3 separate regions of the Sus scrofa genome follow, and all the other regions are linked to region 3. Evidence: chromatin contacts called from public Hi-C and HiChIP or PLAC-seq data. All regions are on one chromosome and are shown on one strand. The core of a region is the stretch at or near the end of the contact, and the rest is flanking DNA. Distances in the headings are between cores, read along the strand shown. Region 1 holds the start of SLC25A44 (solute carrier family 25 member 44). Region 2 holds the start of PMF1 (polyamine modulated factor 1). Region 3 holds the start of LMNA (lamin A/C).

Evidence for each region. Hi-C and Micro-C count contacts between places; a contact is called where the count stands out from the background. HiChIP or PLAC-seq counts read pairs in DNA pulled down with a chosen protein or histone mark.
Region 1: a contact with region 3 is called in a Hi-C map of skeletal muscle, with 2.9 times the contacts expected there. The contact joins the promoter of SLC25A44 here to the promoter of LMNA in region 3. A contact is called at or near these places in 4 of 47 Hi-C or Micro-C datasets (epiblast stem cells, liver, skeletal muscle and 1 more) and 1 of 2 datasets of contacts at active chromatin or transcription factors (alveolar macrophages).
Region 2: a contact with region 3 is called in an H3K27ac HiChIP or PLAC-seq map of alveolar macrophages. The contact joins the promoter of PMF1 here to the promoter of LMNA in region 3. A contact is called at or near these places in 6 of 47 Hi-C or Micro-C datasets (alveolar macrophages, embryonic fibroblasts, heart right ventricle and 2 more) and 2 of 2 datasets of contacts at active chromatin or transcription factors (alveolar macrophages and skeletal muscle).

What each region holds. Positions count from the first base shown.
Region 1 is chr4:93,855,716-93,858,636 of Sscrofa11.1, reverse strand. SLC25A44 (solute carrier family 25 member 44) reads left to right here and starts at 1,484. Exons shown (of 4, transcript XM_001928054.5): 1 at 1,484-1,650.
Region 2 is chr4:93,835,435-93,838,590 of Sscrofa11.1, reverse strand. It overlaps PMF1 (polyamine modulated factor 1), which reads left to right and starts at 1,805. Exons shown (of 5, transcript NM_001123163.1): 1 at 1,805-1,968. The coding sequence starts at 1,808. SLC25A44 (solute carrier family 25 member 44) reads left to right here. Exons shown (of 4, transcript XM_001928054.5): 4 at 1-1,587.
Region 3 is chr4:93,924,825-93,927,915 of Sscrofa11.1, reverse strand. It overlaps LMNA (lamin A/C), which reads left to right and starts at 1,632. Exons shown (of 13, transcript NM_001111257.2): 1 at 1,632-1,734.

The DNA of each region.
Region 1 (2,921 bases), core at 235-2,734, 69 kb after region 3:
ATTGTATAGCTAGGTCACCATTTGTTTCTACTTTTTGGCTATCGTGAATAGTGCTGTTATGAATCTGTGTGTGTAAATATTGTTTATTTGTTTTTTGTTTTTCTTTTTTGGCGGTCCCTTGGCATATGGAGTTCCTGGGTCAGGGATCAGATCTGAGCCGCAGCTGTGACCTAGGCTACCAGCTGCAGCAACACTGGATCCTTAACTTGCTGGGGATCAAACACATGTCCCTGAGCTCCAGAGATGCCACTGATCCCATTGCAACACAGCAGGAACTCCTGTGTACAAGTTTTTGTTTGAACACCTGTTTTCAGCTCTTTTGGGTATATATTCAGAGTGAAAATGCTTGGTCATATAGCAATTTTGCTTAACATTGAGGAATGATCAAACTGGTTTCCACAGCAACTGCACCATTTTACATTCCCACCAGCAACGTCAGGGTTCCAGTTTCTCCACATCCCTGCTAACACTTGTCACTTTCTAGGTTCTCATTTGCTTGCTTGCTTGCTTTAATTTTAGCCATCCTAGTGGGTGTGCAGTGGGGATCTCATGGTTTTGATTTGTTTTTCCCTAATGACTAATGATGTTGAGCATCTTTTTATGTGCTTATTATCCATCTTCTTTGGAGAAACATCTATTAAAGTCCTTTGCACATTTACAAAAAAAAAAAAATTGGGTTGTCTGTCTTTTTGTTGTTGAGTTATAGAAATATCTATTTTGAAATGAATTGACTCTCCAAACCTAGCCTTCTCAGTCCCTCCTGTAAAGGGCTCTGCCTCTTTTTATTTTTTTTTCCTATTTATTATATATTTTTTCATTATAGTTGATATAAATGTTGTCCATTTCTGCTGTACAGCAAAGTGACTCAGATATATATATATTCTTTTCGTCAACTTATATCATGTTCTATCAAGGGTGACTGGATATAGTTTCCTGTGCCATACAGCTGGACCTCTTTGCTTATCCATTCTAAATGTAGTAGTTCGCATCTACTAACCCCAAACTCCCACCGCCTCTTCTTTTAAATCCATGTATTAACAAATAGTTATAAAGCAAGAAGAGATCACTCCATCTCCAGGATGTTCCCTATTCCTGTAGTTTTGAGTTCCCAAGTCTCCAAAATCTAAACTTAGTCCTTCCTGCTGCACATTGGCCTGTTTTGGTTCTGTAGATGAGAAAAGTTACACAAAAATTAGATGAGATTTTAACTTAAGGATTCCAGGAGACTTGAAACGCAAGGTGACCCGTTGGGAACAAGACCTTCAAGAAGTGGCCGCGACCCAATTTCCACGAATTCGAAAGAACACGCATGCGCTGTAGAAGAAGGGGCTAAAGAAGGCGTGGCCTCTGCCCAAATTCAAGATGGCTACCAGGACCTTCCGCCTTTGCTGCGGAGGCGGGGGGCGAGGCTAAAGACTCAGAACGTCATTGGTGCAGTTGCCCACCGTTCATCCCCGCCCCCTGCAGGGGGCGGGAGTGACAGTGTCCCAATTTCCGGTTCCGGCAGTACCGGGATCCCGGTCGAGATGGAGGAAGATGCGACCGGAGGCCGTCAGTTGCCGGGAACAGAGGATAGAGTGGGAGCTGCGGCCTAGAGGTCCGCTCTGGGAGTTTGCCTCAGACGCGGCAGAACCGCCCTGAACTGAGAAGGTACGAAATCACCGGCTTGAGGTGCCTAAGGACTAAGGTCTCCTAGTACCGAGACCTGTCAGGGAGGCAGCGGTTGCCTGCAGTGCACGGCAGCAATTTACTGGGAACCCGCCGCGCAGTTTTGGGAATGAGGGATGACTCCAGCGACGCATCTCTTCCTATCGGAGGAGCATGGGGTTCGCCGACAGCGAAAGAAGCATGGCCAGAGACATGGCTAGGGGCATGTCCAGGATCTAAAGGCGGCAGTTTCGGGGGTCAGGACAGAAGCTACTTAAAGGGGGTGTCATGTGCAGTAGGTGAAGAGGATTGTCGTGTGATGTCTGTCATGAGAGATCACGTGGGCACCTATGGAAGACCAAAGGAAGGTTGAGTGGGAATCTCCTCCTGTCCTGGGGGGAGATTACCTTGAAGGGAGGGGTTGGAGGCACGCCCAGAACCTTCCCTAAGGAAATGCATGTTCTTTAGGACAGGTGGGCGAGCATGTAAATATATTCACGTTCCTAAGGTAGATAGCTCTCAGGATGCAGAGCCTTGATGGAGATGCAGTAAGAAGAACAGAGGAACAGAAGGAGGAAGCAAAGATCTTGATCCCAGCACAGAAGTGGGAACCAGACCTCATAGGTGTCTTGTCAGGAGCTGTAGACAGATGATTTGATTTGGTGAATGTTGTTGACTGAAAAGAACTGAATGAGTCTATTAGTCAGCATTGGGCCCAGTCCTGGGGACAAGTCAGGATGGAATCAGAGGGCTCTTAATGTAGTCATAGTGGTCGTGGACTCCTAGAGTAGTTGTTATTGTTAGAATACTGACAATCCTTAATGTTTAAGGCAATACTTTTCCAAACTCTGATATACATATTGATCACCCAGAGATCTTGTGAAAATGGTTCTTATTCAGCAAGTCTACAGAGCATCCTGAAGTTCTGTATTTCTACAAGCTCCCAGGTGATGCCAGTGTTGCGGGTTTGTGCACCACTCTGAGTAGCAAGGATTTAGAGCACCACTGTCCAATAGAAATTTCTGCAATGATGGAAGTGCTTTGCTGTTAATAAAAATGGCTTTGCATATTTTAGCACATGTGAGTTGCACCACACTGTTATATAGCTGTGGCAGGCTTTATTAGCTCTATATCATAGATGAGGATATTGAATTTTAAAGAAGTGACTTAGTTCCAGTCCTACTAGTAAGTAATGGAAGTGGAGGAACTCCTGACCACTAATGTTCTTCTCATTGAATGACCTTGCCTTCCAGGTGACTCAGAACCTAGTGAAT
Region 2 (3,156 bases), core at 556-3,055, 89 kb after region 3:
GGAGCACTACCCTGTAAAGTCAGGTTTAGAGAGTAGCTGGTTTGGAATGTGATTGAAGGGTATGTGCGTCCCAGCGTATCTCCTTCGACCAGCTGAGCCAAACCTAGGACAGGGCAACGAGCTTCTCAGCCCCAGGCAGTCATGACATACACATATATACCCTAATCACTGCGACTCACAGAAACAGATGTTGTCTCACAATGGGACTCTCTGAGATGGGAAACCTTCCTTCTCCCCGATGTGAGGCATCATCCCAGTCATGGTACCCTCTGGAGGAATGCTTAAAAGAGAGTAAAGAAAAAAAGAGAAAGAGTGAAAAAGAGAGTGGGTCAGGAAGTTCCCCAATTCCAGGACCACCGCGTTTACCAGCCCGATACTGCCAAGATTACCTGTTGAAGCTCTCAGGAGTTAGATGATGAGCACCTCTTCCCTGCCTCATCCTCCCCCCAACACACACTTCCTCTACCAAGCCTGTGTGGCAGGTGAGGAGAGATGCAGCAGATGGATTGAGAAGAAGGCCTATCAAACCCGTCACTTCTACTTGAGACATCTGGCCTGGATGACCCTTCAAACTTTCTTATTGGTCCCACCCCCTGGGAAAGGCCATGGTGCCAATTTGAAAGGTGCTAGCTACCTGAAGCCTTGATATTTCTTATGGCTGCCCCACATTCTGTCCCCCCAGGCCAGATCAGAATCTGAATTCTCTCCTTCACCACCACCACTGCCCACCTTGGGCTCTTACCTTTAAGAGTTATGTTCCCTTTCACTTATTTTTGTTTCTCTCTCCTTGCACTTTGTCAAGAGTCCTCCAATTTCTACTCACAAATGGTCATCCAAAGTATTTCACCCAGAGATCATTTTGCATCTTCCTGCTCTTAGTAACTCCTTTGCCCTAATAACCACCAACATAATAGAAGCCAGGGGTCCCTCATTTCTCTTTAATCTCACTCCTAGTGAGACCTTTAGAGACTGGTTTTCTTAGTGCCACACCTCCCTTCCCTAGAGACTTGTTTTCAGTCCTTCCCCACTATTGCAAAGTGGGTAAAGTATCATGGGTAGGAGGTAGTTTCCTGCTTCTATCTTAGAATGTTTCTCCCTCCCAGACTTATCCATAATTTTTTCGTTCTATATTTTTTTGTACAGTATGTCAGTCTTTCACCTGTTGTCTCTGTCTCTCTCTCTCTCTCTCACACACACACACACACACACAGTTTTAAAGGATGATGTTCTTAAACTAAAGGGACCCCTGGCCCCTACTTTCCCATCTACTATTTTAAGGACTGGGTTTGAGTGGTTAAAATATGTCTTGGTAGGGATGGGAGAATGGGCTTCCATTTTCCCAGGACAATGGACCGAACCAGCTGGAATTTTTGATGTATTGGTCCGTAGCCAAATTGGAAGAAACTTTCTGGAGACTGCACAAGACCGGAAACCTGATGGGAGGATTGGAGGACACAGGGGAATAAAAATACAGATGCAATTAACATTTGATACAGTGGACTCTTGTGAATATTAACAGCGAACATTCACTGTTGCACTGTACGAAGTCTTTCAAGTGTAATTAAACGTTTTTATTGAGTCCCTGAACTTTGCGCTTATTTTCCCGCTTGCCGAGAAATTCGTACTTCAGTGTCCAGTTGTTTTCGTGTTTAATTCTCCCGCCTCCGACAGTTTCCCCACCCCGCCGGCGGCTCGGTGATAGACATCCCGCTGCTTCCAATCGAAGGCGCCAGTGCCAGGAGCGGCCAATCGGGAGCTTGTGGGCGGGGCGGACGGGCCGGTTAAGGTTTGGCGGTTCTAGTTCAACATGGCCGAAGTGAGCAGCGTCAACGTAGCCAGCGGCAGTGAGGAAAAAGGGCCTGAAGGGTTGTCTCAGGAACTTCCGCGCCCTGGTACTACCATTTCAAGGGTGAAGCTTTTTGACACCATGGTGGACACCTTTCTCCAGAAGCTGGTCGCTGCTGGGAGGTAAGGTGGAAGAAATGAGGCTGTGGACAAAACTCTCAGCAGGTCGAAGCCGAGAGAGGGTTTATCCCGCCAGAGTCTAAATCCCGCGAGGCCAGGACGGCCAGACGGGAAACAGCTCAGTCACTTTGGTCTCGGAGTTCGCCGGTTATTTACAATCCTGTGTCTCGAGGTTATTGACTGGCCGACACGCAATTCCTGTGTCTCGGAAAGTCACGTGATGTTTACCAATACAGGTTATGTGAGGGCAGGCCTGGGACAAGTAGCTACTCCTTCCTCCAGTAGTTCTGTCCACAAGTGGTTGAGAGGAAAAGGTACAGGCTTTAAAAGCCGGGTGCACATCATGGCCCAGCATAAAGTGAGCGAGACTTAACTGCTCTGTGCCTGTGTTGCTCATCAATAAAATGGTAACAGTAGTACCTTTCTCATAGGGTCTTTTTGAGGCTTGAGTGGATACACGTCTCTTTTAGAACAGTGCCGGCCACTTGCAGTGTTAGCGTTTTAGCTGTTATTATGTAAATAGTAATAATACCTTCACTGGGTGGTTGTGAGGACTTGATGTCTTACATTTTACTTTTTTTTTTTTTTTTTTGTCTTTTTGCCTTTTCTAGGGCCGCACGCGTGGCATATGGAGGTTCCCAGGCTAGGGGTCTAATCGGAGCTGTAGCCGCCGGCCTTCGCCAGAGCCACAGCTACGCCAGATCCGAGCCGCGTCTGCGACCTACACCACAGCTCACAGCAACGCTGGATCCTTAACCCCCTGAGCAAGGCCAGGAATTGAACCCGCAACCTCATGGTTCCTAGTAGGATTTGCTAGCCACTAAGCTATGACCGGGAACTCCTTGATTTTTACTTTTTTTTTTTTTTCAAGAGGATAGAATTTATTTGAAGCGTATTTTTGACTACAGTGGCATGAAACTGAAAGTCAACCACAGGAAAACAATTGGGACAGAAAAAAGAAAATTACATGGAGACTAAAACATGCTACTAAAAACCAATGGGTCAATGATGAAATAAAAAAGGAAATTAAAAACAATACCTTAAGGAGTTCCCATAGTGGCCCAGTGGTTAATGAACCCAACTAGGATCCATGAGGATGTGGGTTCAATCCCTGGCCTCACTCAGTGGGTTAAGGATCTGGCGTTGCCATGAGCTGTGGTGTAGGTCACAGACACGGCTCGGATCCTATGT
Region 3 (3,091 bases), core at 383-2,882:
AGCTGTGCCGAGCTCCAGGCAGGGAGAGGAGAGGGCATGCGGGATGTTTTGAGGACGTCCCATCCATCCTCCCCGCCAAGGCCAGGAAGCTCCGCTTCAGGAAGCCAGCCCCATTTTCACCTCCTTTGGGGATGGGATTGAGGGAATCATGGCCAAGAGGAAACAGATGCCCTCTTGGCCCCTCCCTGGGCAGCCTGAGAGCACACCAGCCTCAGGCCACTCGTGCATCCTGTCCCTCCCAGCCAGGTCCCTGCTGCCCTACCGCTGCTCCAGTGGCTCCCCCATTACCTGCCACTCAGGGGTCAAGGGCCAAAGTGAAGTGGGCTCTCAGGGAGCCCTGTAAGCTTTGGATTTACTAGACAAAGAGGGCAATTGGGGTGTTACTCTGGGGCTAGCCTGTGGGCTGGCATAGGGATAGTGGGACAGGGGAATCTGGGGAGCTGGATCAAGGCAGGTCTAGAAAGGAGGGGGTTGGCTTGCATGATGTCCTTAGACTCCTCCCAGCTCTGAAGTTCTGGCTTCTAAGCAATGACTGATGAAGCACTGGCCCAAGGCAGTCCCTTCCATCCCATGGAGTCTCCCTCCAGGAGCTCCTGACCTTGGCCAAGGCCCTGCCCATCCACCTGCCACACGTGGCCGCCACTAATCCAGAAGTGCCCTTTGATCTGTTCCCCCATCAGGAAATCTCCTGCAGATTAACCACCATCCTCCCCGGGGAGAATTTGCTTTCCCAGTTGACCTCCCTGGGGTGAGTGCCAAGGGCTAGCCTTGGAAGGGGACCCTGAGGAACTTAGGGGCTGCAGGGGCTGGGAACCCAGGTTGGTTTTATGGTGAGGCTAAGCAAGGTGAAGCTCAGGGATCCACAGTGGCACAGGCCTTCCCAAGACCCTTAGAGGAGCCTGACCAGGTTTCCACGTGTTCACTTATCTGTGTGAAATCTGTAAAAGATATTCTCATATTTTTAAGATAGAGCCTCCCCACAAAAATTGGATGGACACTTAGGAAGACCAACTGTCCGGTTTTGCCAGGAACTGTTCGGGTTTGAGCACTGCAAGGCCCTTGTCCTAGGAAACTCCTCAGTGCTCTGCAAACAGGACAGGTGGCCACTAGTTTCAGGCCCCACATTGGGTAACGTTTGCTCAGCACCTGGACTGGGGGTGGGGGGGGAAACAGGGATCCTTTTCTGCCTCACTTCCTGGAAGCCTCTCGGCGCCTAGGGCTTGGGGACCCTTTTCGCCGGCCCCAGTTCTGGAGTTGTGGCGCTTCTGTTTGTTTCCTTGGCAACAGGGAGAGGAAACCCCCATTTAGGAGACCCGGGAGGCCCCGGCAACCACACACACACAGACACACACAGACTCACAGGCAGCCGCCCACACGCAGGCGCCTGCGTCAGAACCAGCCGTCAGCACTGCCCGCCTCCGGGCGGCGGGGGCGGGGGGGCGGGAGAGGAACCACCCCGCCGGAGTCCGGAGTCGCCCTACCAGCCCGAACCGATCTGCCCTGGAGGGAACAAGCCCCGTCCCCTTGGCTCCGCCCACGTCTCCGGGGCCCCGCCCCTTCCTACGTCTACCTCCCCTCCCCCACCCTCACCAGGTGGGGCGGGGCCAAAGCTGGGAGATAGGGAGCAGAGAGGACGAAGTCACTGCGGAATTCCTCTTTGGCTCTTGTCTGGTGTGTACCGTGGCAGTATTTTGGTGTGTATTGTGACGGTTCCAGGAAGCCTGAGGCTCACAGGTGGGGCGGCTCTCTGGGCCCATTTGAGTGGGGGATGGGGTTTGGAATGTCGGGCAGGGACTCCTGGGCAGACTCTCGGATTTTGCTGTTGGATGGAGCTCCTTTGGGGTCTGGACTGAAGGGAGGTGGGATGTAGTTAACCTGGAGGCAAATCCCTGGAGTTTGGGACCTGCTTCTGTCTCTTGTTGTGTGGCCTGGAGCATATCAGTTAACCTGGCCCAAGTCTCAATCTCCGTATCTGTATAATGGGCATCATGGTGTTTGCTTTGTGCATCTCAGAGAGGTTTGAGAGGGTTAAGGTAGTAATCTGGATTGTGAAAAGATGACACCTGGGAGACCTGCCCAGCCAAATGTGAAGTGTAAAGGGTTGGTTCTGTGCTCATTATCTAGCGGCCCTGTCTGGCCTGGCTGGAGCACCCAGGGAAGATAGCCAGCCCTACACTGACCCCTGCAACCCCTGCCTCATCATGGTAGCGATAATGCCCATCCCTTGAGGTCGATTAGCCCCTTCCAGTATGTCCAGAGTGATGTCCTGTCTCCTACAGTAGTGTGAAATAGGGTCCGAGTACTATTTGGGGGTTTCTGGCTGTGTTTGGGCAAATCTTAGCTTCTCCAGCCTGAGAAGCCCACTTTGTAAAGAGAGGGGTTTAATTCTCAGAGCCCTGGGGGCCTCTTAGGGGAGGGGCAAAGGATCACCAGGCAGGGGTCCCTAAACTTCCCTGCTAGAGAGACTCTGCCTCTGTCATTTAGTATATTGGGCTTTTGGGGTGAAATTTCATTCAAATGAGGGGTTCACTGGCTTTACAAAAGGCCATCAAACACGCTCCTTCTGAGGGCCTTCCCAGCTAAACTAAGCCAAGCTAATTGTTCTAAGCCTGCATCATTCCATCTAGCTGGGTCCGGATGGGAAGAAGGCAGTTACTCAGCTGGACTATCTTAGGTCAATTAGTCAACTTCTCGGAGTTTGGGTTTTTGGTATATAAAATGCAGATAATAATACCTTCCTCATAAGGCTGAAGTCAAGATGAAGTGGGATCAGCCCCACATGGCCCCTAGCCCAGTGCCTGGTATGTGGCAGCTACTTAAAGAACAGCCAGGTCCTTCCATACCACCTGTGCAGGAGTGACTCAGCAGTTCAACAGGTGTTTAGTACTTGACCCTGTGATCAAAGAATGAATAAGACAGGGACCCTCCCTCCAAGCACTCTAGGGAGTTCCTGTTGTGGCTCAGGGGAAACAAACCTGACTAGTATCCATAGGGATGCAAGTTTGATCCCTGGCTTCGCTCAGTGGGTTAAGGTAATCCATCGCTGCTGTGAGCTGTGGTGCAGGTTGCAGACGTGGCTCAGATCTGGCAT